Linked DNA regions of Gossypium hirsutum: region 1 is linked to region 2. A link is a contact called in public Hi-C data. All regions are on one chromosome and are shown on one strand. Each heading gives the region's core, a stretch centred on a gene start, on an enhancer-like site or on the middle of the called end of the contact. The rest is flanking DNA. Distances are from core to core; before and after follow the strand shown.

The links. A called contact is a pair of places that touch in the nucleus more often than the background predicts.
Region 1: a Hi-C map of hypocotyl shows a contact between it and region 2, with 1.7 times the contacts expected there. The contact joins the promoter of LOC107913456 here to the promoter of LOC107898775 in region 2. A contact is called at or near these places in 5 of 34 Hi-C or Micro-C datasets (hypocotyl and leaf).

The regions. Positions count from the first base shown.
Region 1 is chrD11:34,129,019-34,135,607 of Gossypium_hirsutum_v2.1, forward strand. It overlaps LOC107913456 (ABC transporter G family member 1), which reads left to right and starts at 1,673. Exons shown (of 8, transcript XM_016842042.2): 1 at 1,673-2,207; 2 at 3,287-3,369; 3 at 4,680-5,144; 4 at 5,241-5,327; 5 at 5,414-5,536; 6 at 5,626-5,820; 7 at 5,903-5,989; 8 at 6,077-6,589. The coding sequence starts at 1,862.
Region 2 is chrD11:33,934,813-33,940,797 of Gossypium_hirsutum_v2.1, forward strand. LOC107898775 (ras-related protein Rab11A) reads right to left here and starts at 2,987. Exons shown (of 2, transcript XM_016824317.2): 1 at 2,413-2,987; 2 at 428-1,107. The coding sequence starts at 2,645. The coding sequence ends at 663.

The DNA.
Region 1 (6,589 bases), core at 423-2,922, 190 kb after region 2:
AAATTTAATACAAAACCCTAATATTTTTAACCTTTTCACAATTTGATCATAAAATCAATATTTAACAAAATCACTTTATATAGTCATCATACAACAAAATTAAAGCTCTAAACCCACTTGATATAAATTAATAATTTCTTTCAATATATTAATTTAGACAATAAAACAATTCATTTCATGCAATTTGATCATTTTTGACATTTTTACAAAATTACCCCTAAATTTTACTTTAATTCAATTTAGTCCCTGAGCCTAAAACATGCAAATTAACCATTTCTAATGCAAACTCATACTAGTTGAATATTCATGGCATTCAATACAGCTCATTTTTATGCTTTTCTATCACTACTAAACTTAAAAATAAAATAAAACCTTAACATCCATACGTTATTCTCTTGAAACCAAACTTTAACTTAACTTTCTCTCTTCTCCAACTTTTATTTCTTGAATCTAACTTGATATTCTAGCTCCCATAGTTTCCTTATTATCTTTCTCTCTTGCTAGTTATGGAAATTCTTTTAATTTCTAAGTGAAAATGGTAAATTTTTGGTGAAATAACCAAATTGTAAAGAAAAGAAATTTTTCTTTCTTTCTTCTTCTTCTCACGTTGAGAACATGGAAAGATGAAGAGAATTCTTCATCTTTCTTTCCTTATATACTAAAAAAGAATTAATAAAATATAAATAAATGTAAAATTAAATATTAATAAACTAATATTTATTTATTTATTTAATCTAAAATATCACGAACGTCATTATTATTTTTCAAAATCATCTTCCTTGCTAAATGATCATTTTGCCCCTTATGATCCTTCAAAATTCCTCCATTGACTTATCACTCATTTTAGTAAAATTATGATTTAACCCCTTATACTTTTTCCACTTATTTAATTTGGTCCTAATTCATCCATTTTCCTTAGTTTCTAGATCCTTCCACCCTTAATATTTGTACTATTGGTCCTTCAAATTTTTTCATATTTACACTTTAACCCCTCAAATATTGAGTATTTACTCTTAGGCAACAAAACTTTTCTCACTTTTGCGATTTAGTCATTTCTTGAATTAATATATCATAATATACTTCCCAAACAGATTTTGCTTGCATAACTCAAAATTTCCTTTTTTGTCACTTTATTTCCTTATTTTATTATATGAAGGATAATATTTCACTTCCTTACTGTAGTAACTTTCGGGGCATTATAACTAGCCTATCAAATTAGATCACTTTTAGTTTAGATTATTTTTTTATAATAATAAATAATAATATATAATTATTTTTATTATATATGTGTTGTTGATATTATCTAATATATACTCCTATCATAAATCGGACTGAAATATATGTAATTATATTAAAAAATATCCCCGCCGTTGCCATTACCCACCACACATTATAACCGGAACCAACGCAGGAGTTGAAATAACTTTGGGTTGATTTTATCCACGTTATCCGCGTGTTAACTTTTTTTCAACTCACCAATTTAATTTATGTGGTTTTAAAAATCAGAGTTGACCAACTTACTAATTCACCGCACCGGTATAATATGCTTAACGTTTCAAACTTGCAAAACTTACAAAATCTTCTATTAACTAAAAGTAATTAAAATGTGTTTCTCGATAGGATCCCTGTTTACCTTTAAACTAAAGTCACCAATTCTACAATTGTCTGCTAATAGCAGTGCTGCAATACCACCTTATAAAGATATAATACTTTTTGAATATATGTTCCTCAGTAGGAAAGTCTTGCATCTTCACGTGTACGATATAAAGATATAAACGCATCACCATCACTATAAAATAATCGGATCGGCTGTTGCTTCACTCAATATCTTCTGATTCATTAACTTAGTTCACTATTCAGAATGGATTCCTCGGTCATCGTCCCAACATGGACACCGGGGTCAAGCCCCGAACATTCTTCTCAAAACCATCAGCCTGAAGCAGCAGAGAATGACAACTTGGAGATAGAAAGCATGGTTTCTGGACGAGTCGGTTCCTACAATGAAGCGCCGTCTTTCAGGATTGAGACAGAACCAGGTGAAGGCGTTTTCTTGACATGGGCTGATCTTTGGGTGACTGTTTCTAAGGGGAGAAAGGGAAGCAGGGCGATCTTACAAGGGCTCACTGGGTATGCTGAGCCAGGGAAGATGTTAGCCATCATGGGACCTTCAGGGTGTGGCAAGTCAACCCTTCTTGATACACTGGCAGGTCATATATCTTTACATCTTTGCTTCGCTTTTTTATTTTCATTTTCCAAAAGGGTTTCTTGCATTGGCATGTGCATCACTTTGACTAGTTTTGGACAACTTCGGGTTGAAGATACTACCAGTACAAATTAATAGTAAACAACAAGTTTATGTTTCAGAATGGCTAGATCATAGCCAATGGGAATTGTTGATGGGTAGGTCACTTTTCAAGCCTTAAAACATATAATATGATCGAGTCATATTTGGAGAAGCCAAATCTTTTTTTATTATTTTTTAACTATGAATATGCCAAAAGTACAAAAAAAAATTGGAGAAAGAACACTAAAAGGATCCGAAATGCCCCTCCCCACGTTGCTGTTTATATCAAGCAATATTGGTGTGAGATTTAAAAATAGTCATAAATATTTATTTGCCTTTCTAATTTTATAAAAAAGTTATTTTAATCTATTTACTTTTTTGTTTCTTTAGTCTTTTAATTTGTATTTTTTAGGTTAAATCACTTTAAAATGAATTGAAAAAATTAACATTTGTTAATTTTCTTAACGTGGAATAAACATGAATTGATTATCACATTGACAACATGTAAGCATTTAATTACTCTTTTAGAAATTAAAAAATTTTAAAAGAATTATAAAATTTATTTTTTAAAATTAAAAATAATTAAAATTATTAAGAAAATATAAAATTATAAAAAATATATTTTTAAAATTTTAATAAAAAAATAAAATGTTGACAAGTTAACCACATGTATGTCATGTTAGTAAAGTTAACAAACATTAACTTTTTCATCTATTTTAAGATGATTTAATAAAAAATATAAATTTAAAAATTAAAAGAGACAAAAAAATTAAATAGAGAATTAAAACATTATTTTATATAGAGATAACACGTCAAAAAGGTGATTATCACTTTAAAATATTCTACTAATTAATGTTATATCATGCTACAGAAGTTGACATAATTCCATTGAACTTTGTGTGAAATTGCTTCTTTTCATTATTGTTAGTATAGTTTAGGTAAGAATTGTTAAGGTTAAGTTTTGATTGGATGATAAAATGATAAGAAGTGTTTGATTGGCAGGAAGACTATTAAGTTCGCGTATTCATCAAACAGGGGAGATCCTAGTTAATGGTCGCAAGGAAACGCTTGCTTTTGGAACTTCGGTATGGAAATTATTAACTAAATTGGAAGCTTAAGTCAATCCAAATCCCTCGATCCTCTTCAAACTTAAATATGACTGTTAGTTGTTCAATATTAAATTCTGGAGGCCTATTATTATTATTATTATTATTAATTTATGTCACCAATTAATCAAACAAAAATTTAATTAAAAAATAAATCAAAATCATATAATAAAAATAATATATTAATAGGATTGCATAGGTAGTCTAAATTTTTAAAAATAAAATAGAACCAATCCCTACATATGTTTGGATAAATTTTATTAAAAGAAAAAAAAGGAAATGATATGAATATTTAAAATTAGTAAAGGAAAAGAAAGGAAATGAATTGTAACATATTTGGTTTGGTTAAAATATTGAAAGAAAAGTAAATGATTTATTAATTTTCATTTTTAACCCTTTACATACTAACATATAATAAAATTAAAAATTATAAAAAATAAATATTTTTTTATAAATCATAATACATCAAAATATTCTTATTTAAATAAGAATGAAGGCATGGTTAATGTCAAAAAATAAATTTACAAAATAAAGAATCAAAAAGAAAAAAAAAGGAAGTGAAGGATGAGATTGATAATTTTTTGAAAGCTAATTTAAAACATAGAAACTTAATAATCCAAAAATATCTATTTATTCAATGTTTTTATTTTATTGTAGGATGGTTAATTATCGGTAATTAGTTTTTATTCCATAAATTTGCTATTTTTATAGTATTATGGCAAGATAGAGTCTTAAAAATTGTTGAATACAAATTTCAAAAATAGAGTTATAATAAAATGTTTAAAGGGTAAAACTGATATTTTAAATATTATTTTTCCTATCACTTTTAACACAAATTGGGTATTAAAAAATAAATTAAAACAATGGAAAGTGATGAATTTTTAAGTTTAACTCATTCTATTTTCCTTTTCATAGTAAAAATATGCTGTCGAAGCAAGGAAACTTGGTTTTCCTTCCTTTTCTTAACCCATTCAAACATGCTATTAAACCTTGAATTTGAGCGCTTAAAAATCTAAAAACTTCAATGTTGTGAACATAAATAAAATAGCATTACTCTTCTTTTACTATCTTACCAATATTTTTTATTTTCTCAAAAAGTATTGCTTAATTTTCTTTTATATATATTTTTTTTTATTTCTTTCACTCGCATTCTAATATTGTATCAGTTATTGAGTTTGTTGATTGATAAACCTTATGTTTATTTGCCTTTACATGCCATATGTTCATTATAGTGGAGTTATATGCCTAAGAAAATTATTAACCAACACCTTTTTAATGATCAATATTAGGCTTATGTTACTCAAGATGATGCTCTAGTGACAACGCTTACAGTAAGGGAAGCTGTTTTCTACTCAGCACAACTTCAGTTGCCTGATTCCATGTCAATATCTGAAAAGAACGAAAGAGCTGAGATGACAATAAGAGAAATGGGGTTGCAAGATTCCATGGACACTAGAATCGGAGGGTGGAGTTCCAAAGGACTTAGTGGAGGACAAAAGCGGAGAGTTAGCATTTGTATTGAGCTCTTAACATGGCCTAAGCTTCTCTTCCTTGACGAGCCCACTAGTGGACTAGACAGTGCAGCATCCTACCATGTTATGAATCGAATTGTGAAGCTAGCTCGCCAGCATAGAAGGACTGTAATAGCATCCATTCATCAACCTAGTAGTGAAGTTTTTGAGCTTTTCCATAATCTTTACCTTCTCTCCTCTGGCAAAACAGTCTATTTTGGTCCTGTTTCAATGGCTGAGATGGTATGCATACATATATTTTTTCAAATATTCATGCAAATTGGAAAATAATTATGAGTGTTGATATTTTTTTCTTTTGCAAACTAAACTTGTTTCTAGCTTTTTGCTACAAATGGCCTCCCTTGTCCACCTTTAAAGAACCCATCAGATCATTATCTTAAAACCATCAACAAAGACTTTGATGAGGTAAGTATCTGGCACACTCAAAGTATAAACTATGCATTTGATAAGTTAATTATCAATTTTTGAATTTGCTTATTGGTGTTGATTAGGACATAGAGCAAGGAATAGGTACCAATAACACAGAGGAAATCATCAACACACTTGTCAAGTCTTACAAGTCATCAGAGATATGGAAAGAAGTTCAGCATAATGTATTAAAGATATCCCAACAAGTATGTTAATTTTAAACTTAAGTCTTATAGATACTTAAACCTAAAAAAAAAGCCTATTACTCCAACTTGTAAGGGTTCTTTATTTGCAGAAAGGAGGGCCTCTAGAGAGAAAGGGAAGTCAAGCTAGCTTCATTACCCAAAGCATTGTTCTTACGAAGAGATCTTTTATTAATATGCATCGCGATTTAGGATACTACGTGCTTCGCTTTGTAATGTATAGTGCATTATGTTTATGTATTGGGACTATCTTCCATGATGTTGGCTTCAGCTACGATTCTATTCAGGTAACTTGATGACATACTAGAAATTATTCCATGCTTTAGTAAAGATGATATAAACCGATTAGCAAAACTTTGGGATTTTTAGGCTAGAGGATCCATGCTCTCGTTTGTTTCGTCATTCTTGACTTTCATGGCAATAGGAGGATTCCCTTCTTTTGTTGAAGACATGAAGGTACTATTTTTTTTTCAATTTCTTCACCATTATGTACATGGTTCATTAGTTTTTGACATTCCTTTTCTCCCCTTTCATCAAAATCAGATCTTTGGTCGGGAAAGACTGAATGGACATTATGGGGTTGGAGCATTTGTTATTGGAAACACAATTTCATCCATCCCCTACTTGTTTTTAATCTCTTTAATCCCAGGAGCACTAGCCTATTACCTGGTTGGACTTCAGAAGAATTTTGGTCGCTTTGTCTACTTTGTCTTATTGCTCTTCAGTAGCATGACGGTGGTCGAGAGCATAATGATGACTGTTACAAGCATTGTGCCAAATTATCTCATGGGAATCATTACAGGAGCTGGTATCCAAGGAATAATGCTTTTAAATGGTGGTTTCTTTCGGTTGCCTAACGACCTCCCTGACCCAGTTTGGAGGTATCCCGTGTACTACATCGCATTTCACACGTATACAAATCAAGGATTCTACAAAAATGAATATGAAGGATTGAGTTTCACCAACGATCGAGCTGGGGGACCTCCTACCATTAGTGGTAATGAAGTCTTGAGAAGCTTTTGGCAAGTTGACATGGGATACTCTAAATGGGTTGAT
Region 2 (5,985 bases), core at 1,737-4,236:
GCAATGAATCAGATTGCCCCTATAATTCGACTGCTTCCCTCCCTGATAATTATCCTCTTGGTTTGTTATCTTCATTTAATGAAGGAAAACTGTTGCAAAATTTTTAGAAAAAGAGGGATGATGATCGATGTTCAACACATCATTTTCATGACAATGCCAAGTACTCTCCATCTTCAACTACAAGCACTGTAATCATTTTCGCATTTATTGTAAAAGATATAGAGAAGGTTACGTTGAATGCAGCGGCAGTTCATCTTTGTCAACGAATCAGACTTCCATCTTTTGGCACTGCCATTTCTGCAGACCTGAGCCTTTAATAATTCATACAAACACAAGGTGCTGCAATTATTGGACTGACAATGCCAGAATTGGGAAGATATAAAATGCTTAAATCACTCACCATACTTTCAAAGACAAAGCCAGTCCAGCAGGATAATTTGATAGATTTTATAACTTCAGAAAAATACATCGAAGCAATCTGCAAGTCAGCTTTAAATTTAGGTTTTCTATTCCCCATCTCAGAACATGTAATTAATTAGCTGCCCCTTGCAAATTAAACTAATGCAATGTTTAATATACAAACAGATATACCACACCCTTCAAAATTTGATATTAAGAATGTAAAATAAAAAACCTGACAATAGGAGACAAATCCAATTAAATCATGACCTACAGCACATGTTGCTCTTTGCTGGAATTTCTTGCGCTGGACCTGGAATGACTATCTTCTTGCCTGCTAGAGACGCGGGGTTGCCATTCCCCTGATTCTCATCAGCAACCAGGTTCTTCTTGTTCACGATGTTGAAGATCTCCGTAAGCACAGTCATGAAGGCAGTCTCCACATTAGTTGCTTCAAGAGCCGAGGTCTCCAAGAAAAATAGTCCTTCCTTTTGAGCAAATTCTTTGGCATCCTCGGTTGGAACTTCTCGTTGGTTTTCAAGGTCACTTTTGTTCCCGAGCAGGATAATAACAATGTTCTTGTCGGCATGGCCACGCAACTCTTCCAGCCAACGTGGAATGTGATCGAAGGTCTGACGTTTTGTTATGTCATACACCAGCATTGCTCCAACAGCACCCCTATAGTATGCACTCGTAACAGCTCTGTATCTGTTCAACATAAGAGAAGCAAGAGAATTAGGTAAAAAGTATTAGTTAATGGCTAGGTTCTTATATGCAGGCTGGACCATTATAACGAAAAAGAATCCCCAAAATCAAATAATAAGTGCCCTAGATGGAACCAATGGGGTAACCTGTACCAAAACCAGATATAACTTGTTAAACATTACTTCTCAAGAGTCTTGATTCAACCGCTTTAACAATTACCTACCGGTTGAATGATTAAAAGCTAAAGAAATCCAGGCAGTTGATTGACCACTTATTTAACACGAAGGGATTGCAACCAAAATGGCTCAAATTCAAGATGAATGATGAAATCATTGCACTGCTTACCAAAATAGCATGCCTAAGATGGAACATTAGATATCTACGGTTTCTGTAAAATTTGAATCATAATCTGTTTATTATACGCATTAAATCCTAGTATTAGTTTACAAATCTTAATCCCAATTAATTAAATTATCCATCATATTTCTGAATCCACTAAATATCTGCATTTAGTAAGTATAAAAATATTTTTCAAAGAAATGGATAATGGATTTGGATATTATCCGCAAAAGTGAAGCCGACTCAAACTATGGATATCAAAAATTAATATCTGCATCTACTCCTAATCCAAATCCAGGGTGGACAGTAATTAGAATGTATGAATCTGAATATTATTCAAATTTACAGCAAAAAAGCAAGTTGGATAACTGCAAATATCCAAATCTGCATTATCCATTGCTAAAATTTGAACTTCTACGCCAAGATTTGTAAGAAATGCGGTGAGATCAAGGATCTACTAGACTATGATGCTTTTTACCAAACTGTTCCAAGTGACACAATCAAATCGAGCACTAAGATCCAACTGAGCACCATGTAATTTTTTTTATCCAGATCATCATCATAAGTTAAAAATAAAGGAAAAAATAAAGATCAACAGTAACTATACCATTTATCTATCAAACATCCAATCCAATCCTGATCGAAATTGAAAGCATTTTCACCTCCGAACTAACACAATCATGTTAACTAACTAAACCATGTCTTGTCAGTGAACAGTAAATCTAGCAAACAAGCTCTCAGTACCAAGATTCTGAAATCCTTTTACATTTTCAAACAGCTTTTCTTTGAAAGCTTATAATTCTATCTACAAACTACAGATCTATGAAAGAACAAGAGAAAAGAAGACGATGCATATAGAATGAAAAACCCAAAAAGCTTTCAGGAAAAAGGAGAAATAAACAAATCTTCATGAAAAGTTAAAAAGCTTAGTAGTAGTAGTAGTAGAAATAAAAGTAAGAAAAAAAGTACCGTTCTTGACCAGCAGTGTCCCAGATCTGAGCCTTGACACTCTTGTGTTCAATAACAAGAGTTCTAGTCTGAAACTCAACTCCAATGGTGGCCTTGGAATCTAAACTAAACTCATTTCTGGAAAACCGAGCAAGAATCTGAGACTTACCGACGGCAGAGTCACCAATCAAGACTACTTTGAAAACGTAGTCAATCTTCTGGCTTGGGTCCCCATACCCTCCTCCACTAGCCATTTTCCCTTCTAATTCTACTTCTAAGTCTTGTTTATTTCACTTGATTTGGTTTTGTTTTGTTTTGTTTCTGCCTGAAATATAGCTAAGGGGCGAAGGACACGGTTGGTAAAGTTGAGTTTTAGATTATTGTCTTGTGAAATGCAAAGTGAAAGTCTATAATCTAAATAATTGATGAGAAAGACAATTTGTTGATTAGGAAGGAAAGGAGGGATTCGGTGGATCAGGATTTAGAGTACATGTGAGATGATAATCCAGTGAGTAGCAGACATTTGTCACTAATTAAAGTAGTTTACTTGATAAATCCGTTTGCTTTCAACCAAACAAATATAAAGCCGTTTTGTAATTTCATACATTTAAGGTGAAGTTTTTAGATTATATAAGTTCACAATTATATTATAAGATATATTAAAATATTTAAAAAAATAAACATTTTAAAAAAGGGAAAAAGCGACTTGTGAAATAAAAGAAATACACATAAAACTATTTATATCATTATTGTATTTTATAATTTAAATTTTTTAAATTAATTCGCATTAATACTTTTTAAATATAATGAATTCACAAATAATATAAGTTAAAACTTTAAGTAATTGAAAAATAATATATTAAAATCGCACATGTTATTAAAATATTTTTTTAAATAGTATTAAAATTAATAAACACTGATATTAAACTTATACATATATGTTAAAATATAAAATTAATAAGTAAATTATAGATTTAAAGAAATTGAAAAATGAATATCTTTTTCATAAAAGCAATCTAGGAGTTCAATATTCATATATAAAAAATTGACAAAAATTATTTCATATTTGAAATTAAAGTTTTATTACTTTTTCATATAAATTTAACTAAGTGATAAAGGTAAATAATTTTTTAAAAACAAGTAAATGTTAAGCTTATTTTTAATTAATTTTTAAATACATGAGTAAAATATAATGAATTTATTAAATTATAGTTATACTTTTTTATATAATTTATTAATTTACATAATTGTGTGATAAATTTATATAAACATTTCCAAACATATGGTGCTATAAACGTGTGAAAATTTTTTTAATATGTTTTTCACTTATTTAAATACATTTTTCACTTAATATTTCATATACGTAATTTTTAGATAATGTTATATTAGGTTTATAATTTTTTTTAAATTACTTTACAATATTTTAAATAAAATTTACAACACATTTTCCAAAAAAAATAATTTTCTAATTATAAAGTCAAATGATTTAAAAATCATTAGATATATGTCTATATTAATAAAAAAAATTATCTATTAAGAAATTGTTTTCATCGTTGTAAAGTAAAACACTAATCCATAATATATTTTTCAAACTTTACCTCATAATGGTAATTAAAATTATGCAAATGAGTATTAGAACCCTAGTAGCCAAGAGTGCTATCCCTGGTATCCTAGCGAAAACAATGGTTGTTGCGGCTTGGGATGACGGAAAGTGGTGGCAACGACGGGTTTGGGGGAAACGAGGTCTCCCTATTGGCAGAGGAACTTATTCAGCTATCGGTCAAAAGCTCGATGGTGGAACCAAATGACAAACCAACTCTAATCTGCACTATTTGGACAAAGAAATCCTACAATCCGGATAGCTTCAAGGCGCAGATGAAAAGTATCTGGAAAGCAAAGAAAAAGTTTGAGATCCAATCGGTAGGGCAAAACCTTTTTTTGATTGTGTTTGAATTGGAGGAAGATTTAGAAACTGTTATGGAAGGTCAGCCATAGTTGTTCAGGAAAAACTTAGTTATCTTTGATCGATTGACTAAAGTGATGGAAAGAGATCAAATCAGGCTTGTTTCATCCCAGTTTTGGATCAAGATTGGGCCGTGCTTACCAGAATTTGATAAAAAAGACCTCTTGCATGCTATAGGGGTCACTTTTGGAGGAGTTCTCAAATCTGAAGTTAATGGTGAGTTCTGTCGCCTTAGAATTAAATTAAATGTACAGAAACCCCTTCGTAGGGGTATATTTGTCTCAATAGGCAATGGGATAGAGTTTGGATCCCTTTCAAGTATGAAAAATTACCGACATTCTATTTTGGTTGTGGAAGATTGGGGCATGGTCTCCAAGAATGCACAGTAATAAAACCTACAGAAAAAATAGAATTAGAGAAAATCTACCTTTCTCTTTGGCATTAAAAGCAGAATTAAATTTGGTTGGAAGGGAGAGTTTAAAGTTTAATGCTCTATCAAAAAAACTACAACCACAATGTTTGTATACAGGAAGTATCAAGGAGAACCAGGAAACATACTTACATAGTGGAAAAAGCAGCGATATGATTCAAGGAGTACAAGAGGATTCTTGGTTGACAGCAACAGGAACAGGGATAAAGATGCAAAAGGAAGGAGAAATCGATGAAAAAAAGACTGAGAGAAGCAAAACAGACGAAGCTATACTGAAACTAGTCAGGAAATCCAGTTGGAAAAGAATTGAACCAACGTGATTGATGAAATATTATGGAGCAGAAAGTAAATTGTAGAAAATGAAATTGGCAGAGATTGAATATGATGATTACGGTGCAGAAGAGACTCGGGAAGATGCAGCAAAAAGGATGAGATATGGTGGACAGGATTTAATAAATGAGGCTGAAACAAATTTGTCGATAGACAACCCTAACCAAAATAGATCAGCGGCTGCCAAAAGGCAAGCCGACCAGACGCCATGAAAATTATATGCTGGAATGTCTGTGGATTGGGGAGTCCACGGGTAGTGCGAAGGCTTTGGTTTTTACTGAAGTAAAATAACCCCCAAATGATCTTCTTCACGGAGACTAAAGTTAATGAAAGACGTATGGAGAAAATTAGGAGGAGGTGTGGTTTTATGAATGGGTTTGATGTAAGAGCAGTAGGTACGCGAGGAGGGATCTGCCTAGCATGGAAAGAGGAGATTTAGGTTAGTCTAAAAACTTTCTAAACGAGTCATATTGATGTGTTGATCAAAGAAGAAGGTGTTAGTAAAGAATGGAGATTCACAGGGTCTTATGGGTCACCTTATATACACAATAAAAATGCCTCATGGAATTTACTAAGAATTTTAGGCCAGGAACAAGATCACCCTTTGGCTAGTGAGTGGAGATTTTAATGAAATAATGTACTCTTTCGAAAAAAGGGGAGGCCAGCCAAGGGAGGAGAAAAGGATGGCAGCATTCTGTGAATCTTAAAAGAATGCCAACTTATAGATGTGGGCTATACGGGAGCATGGTATACATGGGAGAGAGGGAATCTACTGAAAACGAATATTAGAGAAAGACTGGATAGGGGTGTTGCAAATGAAAAATGGATGAAACTTTTTCCAAGAGGCAATATACATCATTTAATGTCTTCA